Linked DNA regions of Mus musculus: regions 1 and 2 are each linked to region 3. The links are chromatin contacts, called in public Hi-C and promoter capture Hi-C maps. All regions are on one chromosome and are shown on one strand. Each heading gives the region's core, a stretch centred on a gene start, on an enhancer-like site or on the middle of the called end of the contact. The rest is flanking DNA. Distances are from core to core; before and after follow the strand shown.

The links. Promoter capture Hi-C pulls out the DNA fragments that hold promoters and counts their contacts. Hi-C and Micro-C count contacts between places; a contact is called where the count stands out from the background.
Region 1: a promoter capture Hi-C map of pre-B cells shows a contact between it and region 3. The contact joins the promoter of Mybl2 here to the promoter of Dhx35 in region 3.
Region 2: a contact with region 3 is called in a Hi-C map of B cells, with 9 read pairs. The contact joins the promoter of Srsf6 here to the promoter of Dhx35 in region 3. A contact is called at or near these places in 1 of 39 promoter capture datasets (pre-B cells) and 2 of 484 Hi-C or Micro-C datasets (B cells and CD4 T cells).

Annotation. Positions count from the first base shown.
Region 1 is chr2:163,051,171-163,056,164 of GRCm38.p6, reverse strand. Mybl2 (myeloblastosis oncogene-like 2) reads right to left here and starts at 1,530. Exons shown (of 14, transcript NM_008652.2): 1 at 1,317-1,530. The coding sequence starts at 1,336.
Region 2 is chr2:162,930,015-162,934,508 of GRCm38.p6, reverse strand. Srsf6 (serine and arginine-rich splicing factor 6) reads right to left here and starts at 3,001. Exons shown (of 6, transcript NM_026499.4): 1 at 2,732-3,001; 2 at 2,367-2,515; 3 at 959-1,083; 4 at 647-855; 5 at 198-281; 6 at 1-97. The coding sequence starts at 2,838.
Region 3 is chr2:158,791,994-158,796,898 of GRCm38.p6, reverse strand. Dhx35 (DEAH (Asp-Glu-Ala-His) box polypeptide 35) reads right to left here and starts at 2,092. Exons shown (of 22, transcript NM_001372513.1): 1 at 1,971-2,092. The coding sequence starts at 2,010.

The DNA.
Region 1 (4,994 bases), core at 281-2,780, 4.3 Mb before region 3:
CAAGGGCTCCATTTAACAGACGGGAAAAGTGAGGCCGACAACGATTATGTCACACCAAGCTCCACATTTTTACACCCTAACCTCCCTAGGAACCGTAGCATGAAAAGCAGAGGCCAGTGTGCTGTTTAAAGAAAAGTCACACTTTTGTATATACACATACCCTTTCTCTTGCCCTTGTACGTTCTGGGCTATGCTCCAGGGAAAGGTGAGTCAGAGGCCAAGAGGGAAGTGGGCCACTGGGGTACAGGGAGTCACACCATGTGGCAGAGAAAGGCTCGTGAGGATGCAGGGGCACAGAGTCCACACTTCACAAAAGAGACCCTCAGATAAGCCCGGGGCTCTGGGATTAGTACTTCCAGATGCCCTTCCTGGGCACTGAACTGTCCTAGACACCGGGGCATGGGAAGCCACCCTGATCAGCACCCACAGACCAAACCAATACCCAACCCAGCCACGAAGAACTCTGCAAGTAAGCAAGCAGGCATCTCTGTGCCTTATCTTCATCCTAGGCCAGGTTCGGCCATCTGAAGACGGTGGAAAGGCGTTCTGAATTGGAAAGACCCAGAAGGAACACAGCAGAACCCAATTATCCCACGCCTTAGAAAGGCTGGAAAGCCCCGCGATTAGGCCCCAGATACACAGGTGTCCCAAAAGTCCAGACTTGACCCAGCCACCTAACCTCTAGGGAACTAAGAGGGAAACCCAGTTCCTGCCTTTGGCTCAGAGGCTGCTAGCAGAGCAGTCTCGTTGCACACCAATAGTCTTTACTCATCCCCAACTGCCCAAAACTAGCGTGGGACAGGAAGAAGGCTTCTGAAACCAAACCGAACCGGCCGCCGAAACCCCATGAGACAACGAATTCCCCGTCTCGCATCCCGCGGAGGGCCCAGGGGCTTTGTGCTTCCCGGAATGCTAACAAGAAAGGAACGCCAGCAAATTCGAGCCACTCTTGATCGACAAGTGTCTCCCAGGCTTCTGCCTTCCACTCGCTGCGACAAGGGGAGACATTCTCCCTACCCAGTAATGGGCCTCCAGCTGACACCGCGAGCGACAGCCTTCCTTCCCCACCCTGCAATTAGGCGGGAGATGATGGACCTCACCCAGGGCTGGGACCCGGTCTAGAGGGGGAACCCGCGCTTTCAGACTCCCGGGCCCAGGAGGCCCAGGAACCGAGCGAGGGGGTCCCGATAGCCTCTTAACGTGGCGCGCGCCCCTGCATCGGGCGGCGCAGGGTGCATTTCTCCCGGGGATCCCCATCTCACGCTTGCCGACCCAAGGAGAAGGGAGAGGACCCCAGCGCGCCCGCAGCCTCTCACCAGCGCGTCCGCCGAGACATCCCCCCGGCCCGGACCCCGCCGCACCCTTACGCCCGCCGGCCGAGCCCGGAGCGGGAGCCGGGCCGGGGTCAGGACTCAGGCTGCTCGAGCCGCTCCGGGCCCCAGGCGGTGCTCTCAGGCGTCAGCGTGTCTGCAGGTCTGGTCGCACGTTCCCAGGAACTGCAGCTGCCTAGGGAGCGCACAGAACCACTTTCCTATCTCCCGCCAAGTGCGTCGGCGCCGCCCGGCCCTGGCGCGCGAGCGCAGGGGCGGAGCATACGGAAGGGGCGAAGCGTACAAGACACGAGGGGCGGAGCCCGCGCGCCAGAACCCTAGGAGGGGCCTACTGTAGGGGCGGAGCCCAAGCATGGGGAAGAGGGGAGTGGTTTACCGGAGGGCAGAAACCGAATGTGCAAGCGGGCAGATGCTCTGTTAGTTGGCAATCTACTGTGTCCAGATACACCTACCTTAGGGATTCAATGAGGCGCGAGGCCTGGCTCTGTGTGAATCTTAGATAGACCCCGAGCCACACACATAGCAAAGACTGGAAGAACTGAATAGGAGAAACTTCCCGCCCAAATTGTCACTGCTTGGGACGGTCCAAGCCACTATCCCTAGAGCCCCCATGCTCCCTTTGACTGGGTTTGTATCTTTTCCTTTGCAAGCCTCTTGCTTCTTCAGCTGCCTCAGAGAGACCCAGCTCAAAATCCCAACATTTCTCTCACCAAACTTAAACCTCTCTTCTGTCCGGGTTAAATCTTTGTAACTCCATTTAGTAACGGCCTTCCAGATCACCACGCCAAGACACAGAGAGGCGAAATTAAGTCTTGCAGCTTTTGCTTGGGCCGTATTTGGACCAGGAACTCCCCACATCTTCCCCGACTGGGGTCTCCTGCCCATCTGCTTGCATTTGTGCGCATTTCCTCTGCTGAACTGTGAGCATTCTGGGATCCCAGCAGCCTTTCCTAGGAAATGTATTAAGCCCAGGGGGAAGGCTTGTTGGCTTACGTTCAATTTCTGATGGCAAGGGTTGTCTCTTTCAGGTTGTCATTTACTACCTAAAAACTGAGTGTCATCTTACTGGGACTCCCTGAAAGGATAGGAGCCTGGAAGAACCCCAGCCAAATGCCCTTTAGGCTCAGGCCTCAGATCTCTTTCCAAAAACTGCTGGCCCCTTTTAGACAGTACAACTCCGAAAACTTCATTTACTACAGAAGGATGAAGACTTGAAAGCTACAAGTTTTCACCTGGCTTAATTCAAGGCTTCCCCCCACCCCTCTCCCTTCAAAGGAGTTCATGTGGATCGCTGCTCTTCACGGCTAGTGTGCTTTACAGTGAGATCTCCTCGGGGGTGATTCCCAGCCTACCTTTCCCTAGTTCCATTATCTCAAATTATCAAACTTCTCCATGCCTGCTTCCTCACCTACAAAAACAGTTCATAGAAACCTTTGATCTTCATAACAACCCAATGAGTTATATGCTTGTATTACCCGATAGCAGATGGAGAAACTGAGGCACTGACTTCCCCAAACTGTAGTTCTAGAGTTTATAGTAAGGAAAGGGGTAAGGAAAGGGCAAATGGCTTTCCTCCTAGCATCTTTGGCTTGTTTGCAAATTAAATGGATAGGAAATAGATTAACGGGAGGAAACTCAGGTTTAATTACTTGCATATCCATTGGAGTCCTGTAAAATAATGACATCATACAAAGGCTCAGACGTTTGAAGCTTCCTGGGGTACAAAAAGGAATGAGGTCCAAGGACTTCTGTAGGAATGGTGGTGACACAAGCTAACTAGGGATAAGGAAAGGAATTATGTGGCAAACAGGTGGTCTTGTCATGCAGATAAAAGTCTCCCAGTTAAAAGAAAGATATAGGCATCAGCCGGTTCCTAGTACAGAATGCAGGCTAACGCAGATTTCCTTTACAAATGTAAATTTCTTTTACAAAAGGACTGCCTTGCAAAGTTATTTCCTTGTCTATAGTCCCTGCAGAATAACCAGGTCAAAGCATGTTGGAGAAGTGGGAGATTATTTTCTCCTACACTTTATTTTGGGGTACTGTGTACAAACCTTTAACTCTAAGCAATACAAGTACATGAATATGTATAAGGCACATATAAGTATTATATCACTGTTAGGTGGCTTTTGTTGCTGAGGGTAGACCTAGGCCACCCTACATGCCTTACTCAACCCCTGTAGCCTTTCTGCTGGTCCTATGATTATATTCTGCCTTTACCTGTCTTCACACTTGCCCTCTGAAGTCCAAGAAGCTGCTCCGCAGGCTGCACACACACTCCCTCAGATTACCAATCTCCTTGTGAGCAAAAGCAGGGCCTAGAAATTTGCACAAGGTAAGTGCCTGAGGCAAAATGCAGAGAGCAGATGCGGAGTCCACATGGGACCAGAAACTGGAGCCAGTTAAACAGGACACCAGAGCTAGAGGAGCCTGGAGATCAGGGTTGGGGCAGCAAGGTCACTCCAGTGTCACAAGGAATCTGGTGACCTCCACCAGTGTGTCCTCTAGTTATCAGCAAGTCAACACATAACCCCTGGGGAGAGCATTCCTAGAATCCCGGGGCAGTCAAACCTGGGAGTGGTCTCTCGGCTCAGAACGGATAACAGAATTGCATTGGGGGAGGGGGCCTGGAAGTACCTTCTTGGGAAGGAAAGGCTCTAGTCATTTAGCCATTCAATTATCTGTCCTGGGCTTCCAAATCAAGGCTATTCCTTTGTCAAGAAGACAAAGATCAAATCTTGTTAAAATACTCTTGGCCTAGCAACAAGAAGGACACAAAGTTATTGACTGATGGTAAATAATAAGTAGGATCACCTGCCTGTGTCCAGAGTCCCAGCATCCATCTACTGAGCAACTTTTGTTTTGGTTTTGCTTTGCTTTGTAGGGCCACACTTCAAACTCTGGGCCTTTGCCTGCCAGGCAACCAACCTATAAACAAGCTCCACCCACTAAGCAAACTAAGACAAAAAGCCATTCAGTAAACTGCACTGATCACACAGGTGCTGGGCTGGCAGAAGGAAGCTGCGTGCACCTACCCAATCAGGTCACTTTCAGCTCTATAGAGTTGGGTTATTTAGGAACTGGCAGAGTGGACAATGTAGGGAATGACAAAGAACACCCATAGCTTAGCAGGGAGGAGAAAGATTTGAAAATCTATGCAAGGTGTGGCGTCACCTGTCTAATCCCTGTACTCGGAAGGCCAAGGCAGGAGAATCCCAAGTTCAAGACCAGCCTTCACTACACTGTGACTTCCAGGCCAGACTGAGATATAAGGAGACCCTGTACCCCAAAGGTAAATCTCCTTGCAGTAGTGGTGCATGCCTGAAATTTCAGCATTCTGGAAGGCTCAGGCAGAAGAATGGAATGTTCAAGCTGCTCCCTATCTAGGGAGATTCCCGATCAAAAGAAAAAAGGGGGGGGGGGGAGAAGGTGGGTGGGAGAGAGGAGGAGTAGATGAGGAGGATTCTCAGAGACTGGCAAGACTTCCACGCCATTCTTGCCTCCTTTCTGATCACAGTCTAGATCTGGCGCTCTCTTCAAAATGCAGTCAGTACCAAAAGCACAAAAGATGCTTAAAAGCTGGACATAACACAGATCTGGAATCCTATCTTCTTCTTAGGAAGTTGAGGCAGGAGGATAACAAGTTCAAGGCCAGGCTGGGCA
Region 2 (4,494 bases), core at 1,752-4,251, 4.1 Mb before region 3:
GGAGCCCCGGTCAGACTTGGGCTTCGATTTGCTCTTTGATCTGGATTTCCTGCCTTTTGAGCGGGATCGGGATCGACCTTTGCTCCGAGACCTAGATCTGTACAAGAAAAGCCAGATTTCTTTCAGTATCTTGTCAGAAAACACCTATACTCCATCAAGTGGTAAAAAATTAAGAGACCCAATACCACATTATTTACCGGGAGCGACTTTTTGAGATACTTCGAGATCTACTGCGGCTGCTTCTGCGACTCCTACTCCGAGACCTTCTTCTAGACCGTGATCTACACACAAGAGACAGTGATGTTTTAATCTTTTCAAGAATATGTTTTAGGGGGCTGGTGAGATGGCTCAGAGGTTAAGAGCACCGACTGCTCTTCTGAAGGTCCTGAGTTCAAATCCCAGCAACCACATGGTGGCTCACAACCATCTGTTACAAAATCTGATGCCCTCTTCTGGAGTGTCTGAAGACAGCTACAGTGCACTCACATATAATAAATAAATATATAAATAAATCTTAAAAAAAAAAAAGGAATATGTTTTAACTACCCATCTGTGGCTAGAATATCTGCTTACTACAACCAAGAAACACCGTAAATACAACTAGGCAACAACTGGAAATGACAAGCCTCCCCCCAGCCCTCGTTACCTGGATCTACTGCCAGAGTAGGAGCGCCTATGGCTTGTTCTTGGCTTATCTTCAATAAGCCTAATATTTCTGCCATTTATTTCTGTACCATCCAGTTTATCCAAAGCACGCTTCATGTCGGAGTAGGATCTAAATTCAATCACACCCTCATTTGTTCGTTCTTTGTGAGCATCTGCATAAGTCACTTCTCCTGCTTGCCGCATGAAATCCTAAAACAGTTAAGACTGATAAGCTCCAGAAATCTAAAGCAAGACCACGTAGCCAACTCTTAAGGAAAGTAACTGCTCTGTCTTTAAAACCCCAGGTACATACCTTTAAGTCTTGCCAACTGCAACGACTAGACAGATTTTCTACAATAAGCCTGTACTCTGTACGAACAGGTGGTCCATATTTGTCTCTGCCAGAAGTTCTCCGACTGCTGTATCCACCTCCACCACCTTTATCACATGAAGGGAGTAATTAGATGCGTTGCAATGACAGGCATGCATGTTTTTGAAAGTTAGTACAAACATAGCAACGTTTATTACTGGAGTAGGACTTTGCTATTATACTGCTAAACCCTCGATACATTTGTGATTTGCCACAAATTAAATTAAGGGCAAGTCAAATAGACTAAATCCAACTAAACCTCTCCTACAATCTGTTAGAGAGTGACTGCTCCTTTATTCAATTTACCTCGCTAAGTTTTATTTTACAGAACATTGTAAAATATAAAACTTAACTGATTACATGCATTTCTACATTTTACAAAAATGTTTACTAGTTACACTAAGTACTTACATCACAGTGTGAGGTTTTTGGTGGTGGTTTGGCCACAAAACACGCAAGGTAACAGTCACCTAGTTCAGATTAACCAGTTTTGTCTAACCCTTGGAATCCTCACCATCACCCTGCGTCTAATGGCAAAAGGCTGCTGTCGTCATGGCTTCCGGTAAGGTCAGCCAAAGGGTCATAGGGCAAGGGTCACACAATGTATGGAAAAGCCAAGGCCAATCAGGAAAGGCAGTCATCTTAGCCTCAGTGGACACAGCCTCAGCCCCATTGGTCACTTTCAAATTGAAACATCAAGGACTTGTTAAAAAGTTGGAATTCAACATGCAACAATTTCAACATTAAACATTTCACATAACCAAAATCCCCCCAACCCCCTCCCAGTAACATGCCCCAACTATTTCAAATACAGCATAAAGCTTATTTAGATTTACTTTGTGGTACTATGCCACATTACTTAGTTTAAAATGGCATTTTCTTTGCCCCCCCCCAATCAAGCCTCCCAGCTCCTAAGACTTAGACTTCAAGCTCCTCCCCTTTCCCCGCCCCCTGCCCCACCTCCACCCCAGCCTTCCTAGAAACTTCCTCAATGCTAACAAGCACTGACAGATAAGCAAGGGGGCATACTACAAATACAGCCAGCCCTCGCTTTCAATGGCAGAACCCAAGTCAGTGCCAAAGAGGGCCAACTGAAGCCACTCCTTCCAAACTTAAGTCAACCGGCCACCCGACCCCATTCCCCGCGCTCCGGTGTCCCACGGCTACCCGGGCATGCGTGGAGGTAGAGGGGCCCCGGGAACACCCAGGGCCGACAAGCCCCGGCCTCCGCGCCTGCCCGGGCTGGGGAGGTCCCACCCTGCCCACCCAAGTGACTGCACCCGCCCTGCGCCCCCAACCCCCGCCCCCCCCAGGTACCCAGGACGCGGAGCGCGCGGGGGTAAGGACTCACTGCGGCTTCCGTAGCTGTAGCCATCGCGGTCGCGGCGCGGGCCCCGGGCGTGCTCTACGATCACGCGCTCGCCGCACAGCTCCTTGCTGTTGAGCTCGTACACGGCATCGTCGGCATCCCGGGAGTCCTCGAACTCCACGAAACCGTACCTGCGGAGGGGCGGAGCGCGAGCCGCGCACCGGCGGGCGGGCGTGTCGTTAGCCGGCGCCGCGCGCTCCCGCGCCCTCCCCCGCGCGCGCGCGCTCGGGGCGCCGCCGCCGCCGCCATTTTAGAGGCCCTGCCACGCGGCGCCGCGGCCTTGGCCGCCTCGGGTCCTTGGGGGACCTCTCTCCGCCGCGGGGCGCGGCCTCCCAGACCCGACTCACCCATTTTTGAGGTCGATCTCGAGGAGGCGGCCGTAGCCGCTGAAAAAGCGCTGGATGTCCTTCTCGCGGACGTTGTAGCTCAGGCGTCCTATGTAGACGCGCGGCATGGCCGTGACCCACGGGTGTCCTCCGGGAGGCTGGCGGAGGGGCGGCGGGCCGCGGGGCAGGGCTGCGGTGCGGGTGCGGGGACGGCGAAGGCCCGAACACGCGCCTCACACCGCAGCGGCGGCCGAGTCAGCCACACAATGGTGCGCGCGCGCGCGCCGGCCTACGCTATAAGTGCCCGGGGGCGGGGCGCGGCGCGGCGCAGCGCGTGACGTCGTCGCGCAGCACGTCCTCTCCCGCGCCGCGGGCCGCTCCGGATGTGTTGGGGCGGCCCGCGGCGCGTGCCGTGCTTGCTGGGAGTTGATTTCGCTACTGTCATGTCCCCTGGCGCTGTGCAGCCATCAGCGTAAACAGCCGAGGCCCGGACCTTTTGAGTCGTGCCTAATAAACTGTTCTTGTGCCCAGGCACGCGGAGAACGAGTTTTATTTCTCATTGGTTGTCCGGGCTGTCAGTCTAGGCCATCTTGGTCTCTGATTGGTCTACTAAAAAAAAAGAGGTTGCTCTTTCCCTTCAGCGGGTAGCTCGCACTGGTTTCGTTGAGTACACGCTCTTGGGAGTCGGACAGTTCCTTAGTTTCTCAGCGGCTCGGGATCTGTCCCCGAGGTTTAGTGACCAGCGGGGGAGGTGCTGTGGCTGGTCTGGGTGGCATCCCTCCCTCTGCTCGGAGCTCTGACAGCTCTGAATCCCGCGCTCGCCGCGGCCGTTCACAAAGGGAGCATGGCTGGGCCCCATGGTCCTCCAAGACCCCCTATCCCCTTTCCTATCCATACTGTCCTTAACCTGGTTGGATCCGAAGGCAAACTATTTATAAAGCAGAAATACACACTTAGGAGTTTATGGAGGTGACATCTAATGCTGTAGAGTTAAACAAAACAGCCCCACTGCCCTGGAGTAAAGTTAATTGACTATCAAGGAGCATGCCTTGGGAGTATTCAAAGCACGGCGAAGGTTTGGCTAGAGAGGTAAGGAAACCGAAAGCAGAGCACGGTGTGATAAAAGCTGAGAGAAAAGACTGCCATTGAGTTAGTACCTGCTCTTTAGGAATTTGTTTTCTGCCCAGAATCTGGGCAGCCTCAGGCTTTTCAGCTATAATGAGAGAAGATTCTGTCCTCTGGGGCAGACCGGCAATGTTGATAGCACACAGGGAGATGTGTTAATAGTATTCTCGAGGGAAGAGAACGTCCTTAAGTTAGAAATATAAATATATATATGTAGACAGCTTTTAAAAATATTCATGGAACACAGAATGAAGTCAACACATAACAGTTTTATCAAATTGTCAATTTCTAAAAACTTGTTAAAATTTATTTGTGAGTGGTGAGAAGACTGAAGCCGGTAAAGGTGCTTGCTGCCAAGCTGGAGGACCCGACTTTGATCCTAGAGACCCACACGGTAGAAGGAACAACAACAACAACAAAAACAATTCTTGCAAGTTGTCCTCTGACCTCCTGATGCGTGTCATGCCTTCAATAAATAACTAAGTGTGATGATAACACATTTTAAAATTATTTGTAAAAGCAAACACACATCTGGATTCCACACGAGACGAAAAAGCCAGTATTTGTCATTCTCCTACCCTATTACCATATTTTGTTCCCCTCTTCCCTTATCCTTGTTTCCTTCACATAGTTCCCTTTCTACTTTCATGTTCTACACA
Region 3 (4,905 bases), core at 843-3,342:
ATTCTTTAACTCTTGAAAGACATTTCAAGATGAAGTCCCTTCCTACCTTTCCAGCACCATCTCCTGCCACACCCCAAATATACCCACATATACCATCACAGTACTCCATACTGGGGGTTTGGGGACATCCTTAATACACAAATCCTTTCAATGGCCTGGAGAGCCATTCTCTACCTCACCATAAACAAGCCATAACAAACTTGTTTCAGCGCTCAGTGTTCGCTCCAAAACCATTACCATCTCTACGACGCAGCCAATTCTTCACACTGCACTTTCCCTCCCTCTCCTATACCTTAATACAATTATAATAGCTGTGTACCTAGCACCACGGGTGTTTTGTGCATTGTCTCATTTAATCCTCACAGCAATCCTATTATGACAAATGACCGATAAGGAAGCAGAGACTTGGAGCACTTGTGTGGCTCTGCAAGTCACCCAGGCAGGGAAGGCACTGCAGTCCAGTACTTGAGGCCATCTTCCTTACAGCACCCCTCTGCCTTGCTTAGCATTCTTCTCATGGACACGTAACTTGGAGAGCACACCTTGAGAGCTGAGCCCAGGCATGTACGTGTTCACGACCTGACTGACGACAGAAGTGTACTCTCGATACAGTAATGGACTAAACAATGGGACAGACTTGTAGAACAGTTCAGAACAGTTCCAGGTTCTTTAACCAAAATGGTACCCGGGTCTGAGTTTTGGCAATTTATCCAAGCCTCTATTAGACTTAACTCTTTGGTCTGCTGGTTAACTCTTGAATAAGTTGGTAACTCATTACTTACTGGGGTGGACAATCAGCTGATGCCTGAAAATGCTGAGTCATGAAAGTGACAAACGAGAGAGTCAGGGTATGTCTTTGTGACCCTGGCTGTCCTGGAATATACACCAGACTGGCCTCAAATTCAAGAGATCCTCCTGCCTCTGCCTCCCAAGTGTTGGGATTACAGCCATGGACTACCATATCCAGTTCAGATTTAAAAAAAAAAAAATAATTATGTGTCACCTTCATGAGTTTATTTCTCTAACACTTAGGCACATGGTCAGATTTCCAGGGAGCATCTAAAACACTCTTTAAAAGCTGTCCCTTGTTGCCTTTTCTGTCTCAAACTATCATCATCACAATATAATGTATACACCCAGATCTTCTGGAGTGCAGGTAGAGGAGAAAAAAAGAAAATGTGTAAAAAAGTAAGGGCAGAGGCTGGTACCAGTTAAGAAACAGTGTTTTGGTTTAGCTTGGTTTGGTTTAGTTTATAAGAAAAGCGTGAACAAAAGGCGCATCCTACACAGATCATGGTCTGGTATTTCAACAAGAACCCGACCTGAGAAAATGCAAAAACAAAAGATGGTGACTTGTTAGCCTACAAAACAGGAAAAGTGACAGCCACTAGGAAGGAGGGCGTTCACTTTGTGGTAAACATTCAGAGTGGGCAAGACCTACCCTAAAACACTGGAATACATTTTCTCTTTTATGAGCCATTAAGTCGGACTACGTACTCCCCCTACTCCACGCCCACGGGACAGGTGTTCGTATTCCGCCCACTTCCCAGGTGAGGGGAGCGATGTTCTGAGGGATGGGGGCAGAGTTCAAGGTTCTCCATCTACTGATGCAAGGCAGAGAGGCAGCCTTGAACCTGGGCGCTCTGACTCCATAACCCAAGCTTCTAAGCCACTGAGCTGCACTGCCTCTCGAGCCCCAATGCTGCCCCAGGACTTCAGCAAGATACACACGGGCGCTTCAGGACTCTACATCTCAAGAGGTGCCGAGGAGGCTAAGAAACTCCAACAAGGTCACCCAGAGTTTCCGCCCAGCTTAGGGAGGCCTTTGACTTCCTCCGGACCACCGTGGGCTGCAGCATCCTTGCGCGCGGAGGAGTGGTGCCCAGCCCTCCCCCGGTCAGGCCCACGGGTGGGTCCCCAGGCCGAAAGTCATGTCCGGGCATCTACCCAGGCTCCCTGCCCTGCCTTACCCGGTTTCCAGAATTTCACTGGTCCCAAGGGCGCAGCCATGCTGGGGTGAAAGGTCACGAAGAAGACTCCGCCCCTCTAGACCCGCGCGAGTCCCTCCGGGCTCAAGGGGCGTGGCCCGCCAGCAGCCTCCGCGGGGGCTGCGGGGGGCGGGTAGAGCGAAAAGAAGCCACGCCTTCCGGCAACACCCCCCCCCCCCACTATGGATCACGTGATCGCAGCTCGCTTTGGCTTGCCTTTGAGGGCCTCTCCTTGGCCCACGTGATGCCGCGCGGCCATATTGTCTCTCGGATTGGCTGCTCTACCCTGCTTGGACACTCTGGGTTGCCACTAACTTCTAGGAATGCGCTGCTGTGTTCCCAGGCTGTCACTCACCAGCGTTAAGAGTGTGAGCAGAGGCTGGGTTTCCCCGGTGAACTGAGAGATGCTCGTGTTTACATGCTATCGCAGCTGCGTCTCTTTTAGTCTCCTATTTTCATACTGAGAGATAATAGCGGTAACGACCTCCTGCGTCTGATGATTCAGTTAATGCTGCTGTGTTCCCTGGAACTGTAGCTTCTTGTTTCCCAGGCGAGGGTGGGGCTGGGTAAACTGTAAATGAATAAACGCTGGATAAACAGAATGATGCTTATTATCAGCAAGTAAAGCCGAAATGATACAGGCAACTTGTGGTCTTCAGAGAAATGTCGCAAAGTGGGAACGCAGGAGCACATTGGGCCGGAAGATGAGACTAGAAATCAGATCAGTGAGGCCAGTGCATTCACCCAGTGTTCCCTCCAAGGCAACCGTTTATAAATCAAATGCTCTTTTTCTACCTCCCCATCCCCCACCCCCACCTCCCGCACATCAAGTCATTGCAGGACTAGGTGCATCCTCTCCCACTAAGACAAGACAAGTCAGCCCAGTTAGGGGAATGGGCTCTGCAGGCAGGCAACAGACTCGGGGATAGCCCCTGCTCCAGTTGTTGGGGGACTCTGCATCAGATACAGCCCATGCTCGCTCTTTGGTTGGTAGTTCAGTCCCTGAGAGCCCCCAAGGGTCCAGGTTAGTTGACTCTGGTGGTCTTCCTTTGGAGGCCCTGTCCTCTTCTGGGCCCTCAGTCCTTCCCCCAACTCTTCCACACACTCCTCCCCCACTCCCACCCCCATCCTCAAGCTCCATTTAATATTTGGCTGTGGGTCTCTGCATCTGTTTCCATCCTCTACTGGATGGAACAGTTGTGCTGGGCTCAAGGAAGCCACAAATTAAGAGGCTTTAAAATCTATACATTTTTAGAGCTCCAAAAGAAAATGCTTCATTCTTTGAGGGAAATGGCAAATTACGGAAAGCGTTGGAAACAAGTAACCCTGATTCAGAATCCTTAGCTTGCCCATCACCTGGCTGACATTTAAGCTCAGTTGTAAACTGAGCTTTAAAGAAGTGTTAAAGGAGATGAGGGGCAGAGGACCTAACACAGTGCAAGACACTGCAGGCACTAGGTCGGAATCGGCTCTCATTAGCTCAACTGCCAGGGCAAATATACCACACGAGCAAAATCTGAGTTTATGTCACGTTCGTTTCTAGATTTGATTTGTTTCCTTAATAATTAAATGAAGTTCAGCACATGCTAATCCTTCTGTGGAGAATGCTTCACCCCTGCTTTAGATCCTTGAAGGAGCAGCTCCAAGACCTCTCTCCTTCCACTATCAAACATTCCCCCTGTAGAGTAGGACTTGCAAGCCGATTTTACCCTAAGACTTGTGCAATTGAACTAAAGTTAATCTGCCTCTCTTTTTATGCTGGGAATTCCTTTTTTAAAATAATTTTATGTATATGATTTTGCCTACATGTAGGTGTATTTTTTTATATTTTCATTAAAGTCCTTCATATAGAAAATAACATTTATACATGAAAAACGCCTTTGTAGCCAGGCGGTAGTGGTGCACGCCTCTAATCCCAGCACTTGGGAGGCAGAGGATGGTGGATTTCTGAGTTCGAGGCCAGCCTGATCTACAGAGTGAGTTCCAGGACAGCCAGGGCTATACAGAGAAACCCTGTCTCAAAAAAACTAAAACAAGAAAGAAAGAAAAATGCCTTTGTAGACATTATGGATGCAAGTGGTAGAAAACCAATATCAGGTCAGTAGAAATGCTTCGTGCAGCAGGCGTGGTGACTTGCACCTGTAACCCTAGCACTGGGAAAGCTAAGGCAGGAGGATCCCCAAGAGTTTATGGCCAGGTTGGGGCTACATAATGAGATCCAGGCCAGCATGGGCTACAGGGTGAGACTAGCATAATGAATAAAAGTAGTTCATAGATATTAAAAAGTCTATGAGTATCTGACCGAAAGACATCAGGACATGTGACATAGCCAGAACTCTGTGTTCTGCTGCCTTCTCTCTCAGGTGTAATGGGGTGACAAGATAGCCAAATCAATGTCTCAAATCTTTTTAGCATCAGACATTTCAAAAGAAAATTCTCTGGTAAAGCCATCTCTATCTGCCCTGTGTATCCATCCCTGAATCAATCAGTGGTGCGAGAGAATATGATGGACTGATTTGCTGAGGACTAGATCACATGTCCCAGCCCCAGGGCCAAGTCCAGCCAGCCTCACTAGAACCACAAAGAGCACTGGAGACAGGATGGCTCCTCACAAATCTTGGCACGTTTATCTAAGGATTAATGAACGAGGCTAAAATGATCTGTCTACTGCACCCAATCATATATCCTTGCACTACAGCAGCTAGCTCTTAAAGAAACCAGACCAGACAGATGTCCCCTAAAGAGATGGTTCATAGAACTGCTTTCCACAATTGTGCTGTGCCAGGATTTCCTGTTGAGAATCCAAGGTGGGCCTTCTGCAGTTGTGGTCCCACAGACAACTGTGCCAGTGTTGGCTTTGTACACCCGTGATGATGTTCACATTCATATTGCCATAAGCAAAAGTGTTCACCCACTT